2 separate regions of the Mus musculus genome follow, and region 1 is linked to region 2. A link is a contact called in public HiChIP or PLAC-seq data. All regions are on one chromosome and are shown on one strand. Each heading gives the region's core, a stretch centred on a gene start, on an enhancer-like site or on the middle of the called end of the contact. The rest is flanking DNA. Distances are from core to core; before and after follow the strand shown. Region 1 overlaps Bach2 (BTB and CNC homology, basic leucine zipper transcription factor 2). Region 2 overlaps Gm42266 (a long non-coding RNA gene).

Region 1 (6,058 bases), core at 3,008-5,507, 320 kb before region 2:
ATTGCTAGACCTTTATTTAGTGACTTTTCTGGATGCTGTTACCTGATTCTTGGATAGTTCTTTCTGCTGTAGTTGTCCAATTGGCTTTCTCTTGTTCTTTACATGTCTGACTGTATCCACCCCTCCCCGGGTCTCTTCAAGCACAATGGCACCCTATTCCTGCAGCCCTTTCATCCGGCCTCATCACGTGTGTTCTGTGAACTCTCATCTGCCTTCGGCTCTTCCTCCCTTGCAGGAGCGAGCACCCTGCTTTCTATTTCTCCTTCGTTCGTTCCTAATGTTAATTAAGCAACGCTTGCCACCTAATGCAACAAAGCAGCAGGGATCACAGGATCTAAGAATGAAACACTTCACAGTGCGCGCGCGGAGCAGGGATCCCAGAATAGCACGCAGGAGTCTGACAGCCAGGCTTTACCCTAAGCAGTAGACAATGTGTTAAAGTATGTAGACATTAGCTGAAGTCAGATTGTGAGGGAGCTTTCCAAAGGCTCTGGTTTGGGTTTTGGCTGATCTCATTCTTCTTGCATGCCAAAAACCCCAGCTGCACATGTGCACAACACACACACCCCAATCATTTCCTCATATGGTTCGGCAGGAGAAGCTAATTACTACTATATTATCATAGCATGCTCATCCCCTCAAAAGCAGCTACGGAGGCCACACTCTTCTCAGTCAAGCATGCCGTATTAATGAATGCAGACTCACTTGTGAGCTCACCCGCTCTTCATTCATTACTGAATCATATTCAGATAGTGAAGTGTCTAACAGTTCCTCTGTTAAAAGTATAATTCACAAAGTTAAAAAATCCACAGTGGGGAATCAGAAAAGCGGCAATTCACAAAAAAAGTAGAATGTTAAATTTTACAGACAACCTGTCATGTCTAGAATGCTTGGGATGAAAAAAAATTAATATGCCTTGCGGGTGAAGAAAAGGAGTAAATTATAAACCACTTCACTCGGTGCGCCCCACACCGCTCCCAGAAACAGTGCATTAAGTAAACACTTCTGTGAATCAGATGCTAAATTATTTAGTAATTGCCGAGTGAATTTCTGCTCTTATCAAGCATTTAAAAAGTTATTTACTATAAATTCGTAAGAGTTAGTTTTTAGAGGAGGAAGTTAGCATGTCTATAGAGACTCGTGAGTGCAGAGAGCTATTCAAACGGAGTCAGAGTCGGTGTTAGTGTGGTCTGCAAACTCTTTCTAAGCACATCAAACTTCTCACTGAAAGTAGAAAGCTTCAGTCTTTCCTAATGCAAACATTGAGTGCTTAATGTCCCTAGTGCCTTAGAGAGCTAGAGGGAGGGCCTGGCGTGGATCAGCTAAAAGGTTTCTCTGATTTACTTCCTCAAAGCCCCCATCTGTCTGCCTCCTGCTTAGCGCCAAGGGAACTGAAATTTAAGGGCACTGCTAAGACTGGAGCTATTGCAATTGTATCATCAAGTCCTTCAGAGTTCTCAAAGGTTTCCTAGTTCAGTATAAAAGTCCATTTTCCTTGACCTTTCAGGAGGAACTTGGATTCACTAGCACCTTTGCGACAATGGTTTTTTTTACTTTCACAGTTGAGAAGTACACCCAGATTTGAACACAGAGCAGTCACGAGAAGCTCTGCATCTGTGGTGGTTGTTTCATTTATTCATTTGCACAGATGAAAATTAAAAAAAAAAAAAGATCTAAACTCCAAAGTATCCAATGAGAAAATGGCGACTCATTCTAACTTTTCATATTTAAAATAATCTGAGTGAAGAAGCAGAAGCTGACAAAGACACTGATCTGGAAAATATAATATGATGCTAGGGCAAACTGTAATGAATCTGGCTAAAGATAATAAAGTATTAAAGACAGTCCATAACCACCAGCTTGGAAAGAAGTAGAAAATCTGACAATATTAAATTTAATATTGTTGCTGAAGCAACAGGAGTTCTTGCTTGTTGATGAGACTTGTCTTAGTATCTCTAGAAACAACTTGCATTATCTAGCGAGGTTGAAGGCATGCATGGGTTATCCCCTGCAATTCCATTCTTAGGTTACAGTAGAGATTCTCCCAGGTTCCAAAGTGGAACACTGAATAAGGATATTCACGGCAGCATTATTTATAATAACCCTCTAGTAGAAACAATGCAATGCCTGTCAGTAGCACTGAGGTATACAGTATTTATTTATTTATACATGGAATAACAGCGAATTAGAGCCATATGTAGCATGCAGATTGACGTCACAAACCTAACACTGAATGTCAGTCCACAGAAGCAATGTAAAAATTGCAATATAATATATATATAATTATAATAGACATAAAACATGATACCACAATTCTATTATTGTACTAAAAATGAACAAATCATAAACACCTATGATACACAGTATTACTGAGTAAAGTTATCTGTATTCCCAACTGATTCACATATTGAAGCCCTAGGATCACCAGGACCCCAGCATCTGTCCCACTGTAAGTTATTTTCAGAGATCCCATGCTTTCCTCTCTCACAAAAGCCAATCAGTTTCTGCATCTCCATTTTCTTATTTGTAGCAAGAAGAAACAGGTGAACTCAAAGTATTCCTAGTTAGAATATCTGTGTTTCTATGAAAGTATTACTTTTGGAAAAGTCTTTTAACAAGCTTTTTTATTTTTTTTTTCTCGTTTTTTTTTGGTTTTTTTCTAGACAGGGTTTCTCTGTATAGGCCTGGCTGTTCTGGAACTCACTTTGTAAACCAGGCTGGCCTCAAACTCAGAAATCCACCTGCCTCTGCCTCCTGAGTGCTGGGATTAAAAGCACCACGCCCCGGCTCGAAGCAAGCATTTCTAACCACAGTTCTTAAAAGAAAGGTTGATGTATCAACAACAATGTAACTGGTTGGATGGAAAATGCTACTATGTATCTGGAGCGAGCTGAAGAGAGAAAGATTCTCAGTAACGCTGTGACCCTCCCCGTCTATAAACAAGTCAGTCCAAAGAAAAGGTGACTCAGAAGCCAATTTCACATCTAGCAAAGCACAAAGCTCAGTAGGACGGAGGAACACGTCTTCCCACCTCAATCCGCTCTGGGAGGCAGGCTGGACTCAGTGCTTCACCTAAGAGGTGCTGCTTCTCTCTTCCTTCTGTAGTTACCCCAGGTGAAGTGATGCTGCTTAGGAGGCAGGGAGAAGGCCACAGCTTGAACTGAACAGTAAGATGGGGCGTAAACTACCACTCTCAAATGAATGCAGCATTGAAATTGGCCTGTGGCCGGGAATGGTGGCGCACGCTTTTAATCCCAGCACTCGGGAGGCAGAGGCAGGCGGATTTCTGAGTTCAAGGCCAGCCTGGTCTACAGAGTGAGTTCCAGGACAGCCAGGGCTACACAGAGAAACCTTGTCTCGAAAAAACAAAAACAAAAACAAAAAAAGAAAGAAAGAAACAAAGAAAGGAAGAAAGAGAGAGAAAGAAATTGTCATGTGAAAGAGTCTTTATGCCAGGCAGTCCAACATGAGTGGTCGCAGTCAGTGATGGCTGGGGCAACAGAGGACAATGGAGGGAGAGGACTGTGGAACTGGGAAGGGACACAACAGGGCAAGCGGCTGTCTACCTTGTTCTTCTGTTCTGATGGCGTGCCTTCTCTCTCTCTCTCTCTCTCTCTCTCTCTCTCTCTCTCTCTCTCCATCTCTCTTTCCCTCCCTCCTCCTCTGTTGTTCTTTTGTGGCAAAGCTGCCTCCCTCCCCCCCACCCCACCAATCTGAGGGCACAGGTGACACTGTCTATTCTTCTGGGTCAGGCCATTTTCTGCTATTGGTCACCTTTCTTTTCCAAATTGTCACATTCGGTTTGTCTCTGGTGTCACTTCTTCCATCTCCATTTATATTCATTTCTCATAGCTCATTTTCTGCTTCCCATTAGCAGCTGCCTCTTAGAGGACAGAGAAATGTCATCTCTTTTCTACATTTTTCTTTATCAGGGCATCTGTGTGAATATTCTCTCTCAATGTCCCCTTCTACCACAGACTATTCCCCCGGAGCTTCCCACTGTTAACGTGAGAAGAATCTGAGAACAGTGGTTAGGAAGCTAAATGAGGGTGCTGAGGCCTGTTTACTTCATTAAGGTTCCTTCAGGGAAAATTCGAGGATGGGAAACTGAGAGATAAGGGTTAATACTAAAAGAATAAAAGATCCATTTGACTCAGAGCAATCTTCAGTCTTGCCTGGATTCTATCAGACACCCTTCTCCATGGGGAAATCATTACAGAGAAATGACATGCAAAGTGCACCATAAAGCGTCTGAGTCAAACCAGAGGGAGGCTGACTCAACGGATCACTTTACATTTTAATAGAAGGCGCTGCAGACCTGTACTGAGCGCTGGGCTCAACTGGGGCTCACTTCTCCTCCCCAGACCGACCCCATCGGGTGGGAGGGGAGTTCCCAGAATCTGGCAGAAATTATTCTGTCTCAAAAAAAGAACCGAGTCAAAAAAAACTCACAACAGAATCAAAGATTAAGAAAAGACAACAGAGAGTCAAATGTGGAAAAGGGGCACTGTAATTCTAATTCTGCCTAATTTTAGCTTCATCATGATTGTCAGCCCTAAGATAGAAGAGAGAAACTAAACTCAGTTCTAAGAGGGCTTTAGATGTGTCGGGGAGCCAGATATTGGAGAAGAGGAGAGAAAATAAAGGGGAGGGACCAGGACAGCGTCGAGAGCAGAACACTCATATGCTATAATTAAAAATAATTTTGTTTTTATTGAGTCTGTTTCAAGTGATTTGCTATGGTAATTAACAAAAGTTTAGGCATCAGGCAAGTGACAATACTAGACTGAAGTTTGCATGCGGATTTCAGAGGCAGTATTAGCAATGTCACTGTGGCTAGCACAGGTTAGTATCGCCTACATGTGCTACTACGTGAAACTTCCCAAAGGGAGATCCGACTGGCTATGATTAGGATGCCCGAGACTGCATCACTGAAGCTAAGCCCTGCTTTGTGTGCAGGTCCACCTCCAGACACACAGTCAGGGGAAAGGTCTGCCTTACACAAAGAGCATCTGCGGCTAGGTGACTCTTCACTCTTATGATTGCTGCTGATGCTCTCCCAGGCTCCCAAGAGGGCACATAGCTTACAGGGCGAAACAAAGCAGAGTCACAGTTGCAAAGGCTGCAGAAATACAGGTTCTTCACATCTTTGTTCTGATGTAACTGATAAATACTATTAGTGTGTATGGCGTGTGAGCATGCGTGTAAGCATGTGGGAGTCAATGGACAACCTTCATGTGAGCATGCGTGTGAGCATGTGGAAGCCAATGGACAACCTTCGAGAATCAGTTCCCTCTTTCCTTTGTGGGATCACGAGTTTAATGGGTCCTCAGGTTTGCAAGGCAAGTTCATTTCCTGCTGAACCACCCCTTTGGCCCACGAGGAGGTTCTGAACAAATGAGAACTTGTCCCCACCCCCACCCCCCACCCCCAACCCATTGGGTCCTGTGGATCCGTGTTGTTCTGAAACATCTTCTCTGCAGGAATGCAAGCAGGATGGAAGAGGCTCAGACTGCACCTGACTCCCCTGGTAACTAAGGAAATAAAAGCACAGCATACCAAACCAGGCAGCAGCGAATCAAAGCTCAGGTATTCTGAGAAAGGCTTGTGGATTTCTACAGATGTCTGCCTCCCTTACTTCCTTTCTCTGTTCTACTTAAAAGTGATTAAACTCCCAAGGTGAGGATGGGCCAGCAGTTTGTTAATCTCACATTCAGTAATACAAGGACTTGGACCATCTGCCGCCGTACTGGAGGCCAACCGAGGAGGGAGGAGATTAGCAGAGGCGAAAGTCTCTCCAAAGAGCACGGGAAAAGCAGAGGTCAGCAAAGCGGGGGTGGGGAAACCGTGGGCGTGGAGCGTTCCGTGGCAGCATCTTCGAGTAGGGATTACCAAATGTGACACAGATGCTTCACCACCCAGAGCATGCTATTGGAATAAAGCTGCCGTGCCGCAGAACTCACACGTTTCTGCCTTACAGAGTGTCTTCTGGGTAACGCAAACTGTATCAAAGAAAGGACCCTTTAGAAATATTTATGTTTACGTGTGTTTGCTTACA
Region 2 (5,838 bases), core at 2,099-4,598:
CCATCCCACTGAATGCATAAAGCTATAGAGATTCACAGACTTTCCATTTTCCATCCACATTTTTTTGGAGAGAGGTGCACTTGCTGTGGTGTGTGTGTGGAGGTTAGAAGCCCTGGTGAAAGAAGGCTCTCTCCTCCTGCCATGTGGGTCCTGGAATCCAACTCGGGTTACCAAGCTTGCAACAAGAGCCTCTGCCCTCTGAGCTCCCTGCTGACCCTGGCAAGTCTTTCTGACTTTGTAATGCCTCTTAGTTTTCTTTTGGGAACGTTATCTCCAGGGCCCTATGGAAGAAATATGGGGATTTATAGTTTCATTTCTTTAGCTTTAGTTCATTAATCTTTGAAGTCTACTATTGGAAATAATTTTGAGTCAGAAAAGACATACAATTGATCCACAGGTTGTATAAAAAATATACTCGAAACGATTAGTTATTAATGTAGACTAAATAAGATCACACACACACACACACACACACACACACACACACCCTGATGGGCTAAAATTAAAATAACTGACAATATCAAGTGCTGCAGGAAATGTAAATAAATCTAAACTCTCAGTTGTGGTAAAGACGTCAAACGACATGAGTGCTTTCAGAAACCCAGTTTGTCAATTTCTTACAATGTCTGATACATACGGTTCAAGTCCTATGGATGGTCACAGATATTTTCTTTGTAATTGTCCTAACCTGGATGTGACCCCAACATATACCAGCTGGCCAACAGACAAACTATACGAACCCTAGAATATTACGTTGTGATAAAAATAAACTCAAAGATGCAACCATATAGATGGGTTCCTAATGTCACCATTAACACACACATACAAAAAAAGCTAAAACAACACCCACAATTCAAATACTATGTGATCCCATTCAGAGGCAGCAAAGCCAGGAGACACAAGGAAGGCAGTTATTTGGCTTTCTGCGGTTATGAGACTGGAAGGGCAGGGACCTCGTCCTGAAAGCTACAGCTGATGTTAGAGATGCGGAGGCCCTCACACCTGCATGCATGCGGCCATTTGCTCTGAGCCCGAGTGCCCTGAGAAAAACACAAAGCAACGTTTGGAAGTGGTGGAATTGTTCTGTCGTCTGGCCGTCACATGACTACGTGTTTGTCAAAACTCATTGAACTGTACACTCTAAACTGAACTTCAATAAAAAGAGAACAATAATGTGTCTGGTGTCTTTGTAGCCCAGCGGTGTCTGAGACAATTATGGCTTTTTAGGTCTAGAACTAATAAGGTGCTTTGAACTCAGCCCCCGTTACTTGGCCCAATGTGTGATGTACAGTGAGTGGTTTGAGTTGTTTTTTAACCTGACATCTCAAAACTGGAGCTGTCCCTTCAAGTGGATGATGTGAAGCTGGGCATGGCACCTCACACCTACGGTCCCAGCACTTGGGACTTTAATATTAGTTAGGATTTCCAGAAGTCTCTTTTTAGTGACTGAGGTAACCCTAGTTACTCCTTCACTGGGGAACAAACCTCAGCCACATCTTGTTTTCCTTGATGCTAGCCCAGCCCACCTAACTAACTCCGAATCTGCTAAGGATGGATGCACGCGGAATGCAGTTGCTCATCAAAGTATGGTCCTCACCCTGGAGAAGCTTCTTAGAAATGCAAAAAGTCACATCCATCCATCCACAGACTGACGGGACAGAAGCAAGCTTGTTAAGATGCCCAGGCACTTAACTAGACCACATCTCTTGTAACCCCTGGGGCTGGAGAGATGGTTCAGCCATTAAGAAGGTGGAGTGCTCTTGCACTCCTGGTGGCTTACAACCGTCTGTAACTCTAGCTCCAGGAGGTGCCTCTGTGAGTGTATCCACACACGTAAATACAATTGAGAAAAGATTAAAAACTGTTTCTTGTGATCCTGGAGCCATTGCTTCTCCTTCTATAGATGCTGTGCACACTTCCTGAACTAAGCCTTGTGCTGGGATCTTCTGTGATCCTCCGAAGGTCAGGCGTTTGAGCCCTTCTCTCAGAGTGAGCCCTTGGACTCCTGAACAGGTTTCTTCTTAGCGCTTCCCCGGTGTTTACTTCCCTCGTGCTGTTCACTAAGCATCTTTGTAAAGAAGAGGAAGAAATGGCAGGCACCCGAGCGGTTTCTGCACACAGCCAGAAAGGGTTTGAATGGAAAGCCTGCTCTGCAGCACAGTTTACTTTATAAACCTTAAGTGAAAACACTAAATGTCCTTCCTGTCACCCTGGAAGTGGCTTTCACGTGGCCCAGGTACAAAGACATTTTTGTAAGCCTTTCAAAGCACCTGTTGTTTCGTTCCTCCTGGTTCCTATGTGAGTGACTGTATTTACTCGCTGGGCTGTGCCCTGAGTACTTAATGGTTGAGGGTCTCGTTCTTCCAAGTTTTGGCTGGCATCTAAGCTCAGCCTGGTCTCCCTTACACAGAGCAGAAGAACCCAGGCAAAAGCTGCCAGTGTCTGAAACAGTGCTCTCTCCCACTCCCCGACAGCTCCCACAATAGGAGAGCAGGGAGAGAGAGGACTTGAGAACAGGGGTCAGGAGACAAGCCATCTGACCTTTCTGCCCTGGACAGGGAAATCAGACTAGATGGTACATGAGGTCACTGCCAGGATTAAGCCAAGGGAGGGAAAGCTGGGAGGCCCGTGGAGCCGTGGTAACCTCTGGTTCATGATCACCTTCCTCTGTGGAGTCTTAAGTCTTCTTGAAGTGGGCAGAGGCACCCTGCAGATTATAATTTCAGAGTAAAAATTGAAAAGGAAAGGGAAGGGAAGGGAAGGGAAGGGAAGGGAAGGAAAGGAAAGGAAAGGAAAGGAAAGGAAAGGAAAGGAAAGGAAAGGAAAGGAAAGGAAAGGAAAGGAAAGGAGGAAAGGAAGCTGAGTCACACAAGCTGCCTATGCTTTCTCAGAGTCCTTGGTAACTACAGATGCCCTATATTTCTTCTGTTTTGTTTTGTTTCTTACAGTTTTATTGTTCTGTATACAACCCTCATGTTCCAGGTTCTCCTGTGTGGATGTTGCTGGTCCCAGCTGGTGGCCCCAGAGGGTCGAGATGGAGAGGCTGTGTGTAAGGTAAGAGTGCAGAATGGGATGAGTCCCGCATCCTCTCATGTCTGCCGCCACAGGAAGGAACTTTACATACCATCTGGGACACGGCAGGCAGGCCGGTCGGCCTCTAATATTTTGCCAGCATTAGTCGAACCTTCTCAAATCTTTGGTGCTATAGAAGAGAAAGCACTCACTCACCTGGAGTTTACACAAACAGCTCTGTTCTGCATGGATAAAAATGCAAAGGTGTCAAGGGCAGTTAGGTAGAGTCTGAGCAGGAGAGAAAACAGCTGCTTCCTCTCAGCCGGCTTCTTATAGTCAAAACACCCAGGGAGGAAGACTAAGAAAGTCACTTGTGTTGTGGTTGAGAGTGTGGGCATCAAGCTGTGTTTGCATTCCGTCCTGCCAGTTACTAACCCTGTAACTCTGAGAAAGAGTTCCCAGGCCGGTTTCCTCTTCTCTGAAATTTGGACAAGACTGGAAGCAGCTCTGCAGGTGGTCATGAGAGTTCAGTGAGCTAATATGTACCAAGGGCCCTGTGGTAGGGATTCAAGACGCCTCGCTGATTATCATGACTACGATTAGTGACACGGAAGGAGTGTGCAAGCACTTTACTTTTCTTTGCTCCGAACCTACTTCTGTGTCGATGAGGTCAAACCCACCATGTAAAGGTTACAGATCGTCATCAGCTGAGATGCGGCAGCATCCGGACCAACGGGTGAGCCTGAACCCAGGCCAAGCCTTAACAAGAAAGCAAGGGAAAGGCTAACACAAACAACTCAGGACAGGACCAGTAGTTTGATCTAACGTAATGCACAAAATCCCACAGGCGACACATGGCCAAGAGACCTCTTTCTCGAAACCCAGAGGGGACTCAATCAACCTCAGAACACACAAGTTGTATAGTCACAGGAAGGACAACTTTCCATGGCAGAACTACGTACATGTGGACTGTGGCTTACATTAGTCCCCAGGGTGTAGTGTGTGAGTCAGGTCCCCTCCTCCATCCTAACTGTGCCGACTGATAGATCCCAGAATTAAGAATACAAACTTCAGGGTGTGGGGAATTTCCAACGCTCTGTACCTGGCAGAGTTTAGCCTCTGATGTGGTTTCATTTTTTCCTGGTGTGTATCTCATCAGGTATTTGTGGTAGTTCGAATGAGGACACCTCCCCCATAGGCACAGGTATACGAACACTTGGTTCCCGCTTGGTGGCACTGTTTGGGGGAAGTTATTGGAACCTTTAAGAGGTGGAGCCTTGCTGGAGGAAGCTGTCTCCCTACCCTCAGCCACTTCTGTTTTGTTGGTTCGCTCCGTGTTTGCAGAGGCAGGTGAGATCACTCAGCTTCCTGCCCCAACTGCCCGCTCCCTGCCCCCGCCCCTCAGGAACCATCCACCACAATAAACTACATCCGTAACTCCTTTTTTGTCGGAGTGTTTTATATAGGCTTGATCGCTGTTGTAGCATCACCAATGCCATTCTTCCTGTCCATCAGGCAAGCTGAGAACGCTCTGGATGTCCGATGGGAGAGCCCAGGGAAGTAGCGGTGGGCTCTGGAGAGATTGGGTAGGATCATTCCGTTCTGTACTTTTGCAAGTTCTGCCTTTACCTACATCCTACCCTCTCCTACCCCAACACAGACCTCCCAGGTTCTAATCTTCAACTGCCCATACAAACAAAACTCTTTTTTTCACTATAACGAAGCTGCTTCTTGGACCACACATGGGAACCAATTCTATTTCTTCACCGTCATCTACCATTTTTCTTCTAAAACATTTTTCCAAGTCCACCCTGTTATAAATGGGTCTGAATTTAGGAAACTTTACCAGGTCATATTCCCTAGGGAGAAATAAAAACTCTCTGCAGTTAAAGAGACAAAAGGGTATGGTTTCGGTCCATGAGCCAGAGTGAAGGTTTGACAGTTCTTTGGCAGAGCCTTTCATTCTGAATAAAGGGCAATGGTCTGCTAGGATAATGCCAGTGGTTGAAGTTTAGAATGTGGCTCGTTGTGAGTTTTATAGCGTACCTGCTGGGTTCTGATCCCCATATATTGGCTGCATAACTTTGGGCAAGTAGCTTGGCCTTCCTGCATCTTAATGGATCCATCTGAGATCTGGCAAAGTTGTGGTGGTGATGATGATAATGATGGTGATGGTGGTGGTGATGATGGTGGTGGTAATGAGATGATAGTGATGATGGTGGTGACGATGATGATGGTAAGAATGAAGTAACCTTCGACTGAACCCCGAGACTATTGTTTTCTCACTGTTACCCTTCTTCTGAGAACACCCCTGTACTTGAGCCTAGCTGGAATATTGCCTGGGAGTCCTCCACAGCCCTGAACAAGGGTCTTCCTCAGCTGCGGCACTGTCCTCTGGCTGTGTGCTGACTTCTTTCCTCCATCCCTCCCCCGAGCCACGTTCTTCTTTCTCTTCCTCTTTCTTTTATATAGCTATCTTGACTACTTCTTTCTATAACTAGGGAAGGCTTCCTGATGAATTTGATGCAGCTCTTTCTAATCACACAGGCCCGATGTTTGATAAGTGTGGCTGTTTCAGGAGAACACGTGTTCTGGTTGTCAAGGGGGTAATCGTGGGTTTGTGCGGTGCGTGCATATTTTCATCTCAGAAGTATTAGTATGCAACTTGAAAAAAATGTGTTTCGGGGGAATAAAGCTCTTTTGAAGAAAATTATCATTTGAAAACATTCTACTTCTAGTTTCTTTTTTTTTTTTCAGGAAGAAGACAACGTTTGAAATTTGAGAATCGTTTGAAAGTTAAACCCAGAACAAAAGTAATTTTCAGTA

Evidence for each region. HiChIP or PLAC-seq counts read pairs in DNA pulled down with a chosen protein or histone mark.
Region 1: a Foxp3 HiChIP or PLAC-seq map of regulatory T cells shows a contact between it and region 2, with 4 times the contacts expected there. The contact joins two enhancer-like sites. A contact is called at or near these places in 9 of 115 datasets of contacts at active chromatin or transcription factors (embryonic basal ganglia, embryonic stem cells, epiblast stem cells and 3 more) and 1 of 9 other capture datasets (embryonic stem cells).

What each region holds. Positions count from the first base shown.
Region 1 is chr4:32,481,315-32,487,372 of GRCm38.p6, reverse strand. All of the region lies in intron 1 of Bach2 (BTB and CNC homology, basic leucine zipper transcription factor 2), which reads right to left. Among named protein-coding and RNA genes, the nearest start is that of Bach2, 67 kb to the right of the region's middle. Within about 2 kb of position 4,257, at least 43 of the 459 cell types and tissues checked have an H3K27ac peak or open chromatin away from gene starts, as enhancers often do. A contact at or near this core is called in regulatory T cells, where this site is marked.
Region 2 is chr4:32,162,636-32,168,473 of GRCm38.p6, reverse strand. Gm42266 (a long non-coding RNA gene) reads left to right here. Exons shown (of 3, transcript XR_881176.2): 2 at 2,983-3,054; 3 at 5,770-5,838. Among named protein-coding and RNA genes, the nearest start is that of Gm52717, 4.7 kb to the right of the region's middle. Within about 2 kb of position 3,348, at least 67 of the 459 cell types and tissues checked have an H3K27ac peak or open chromatin away from gene starts, as enhancers often do. A contact at or near this core is called in regulatory T cells, where this site is marked.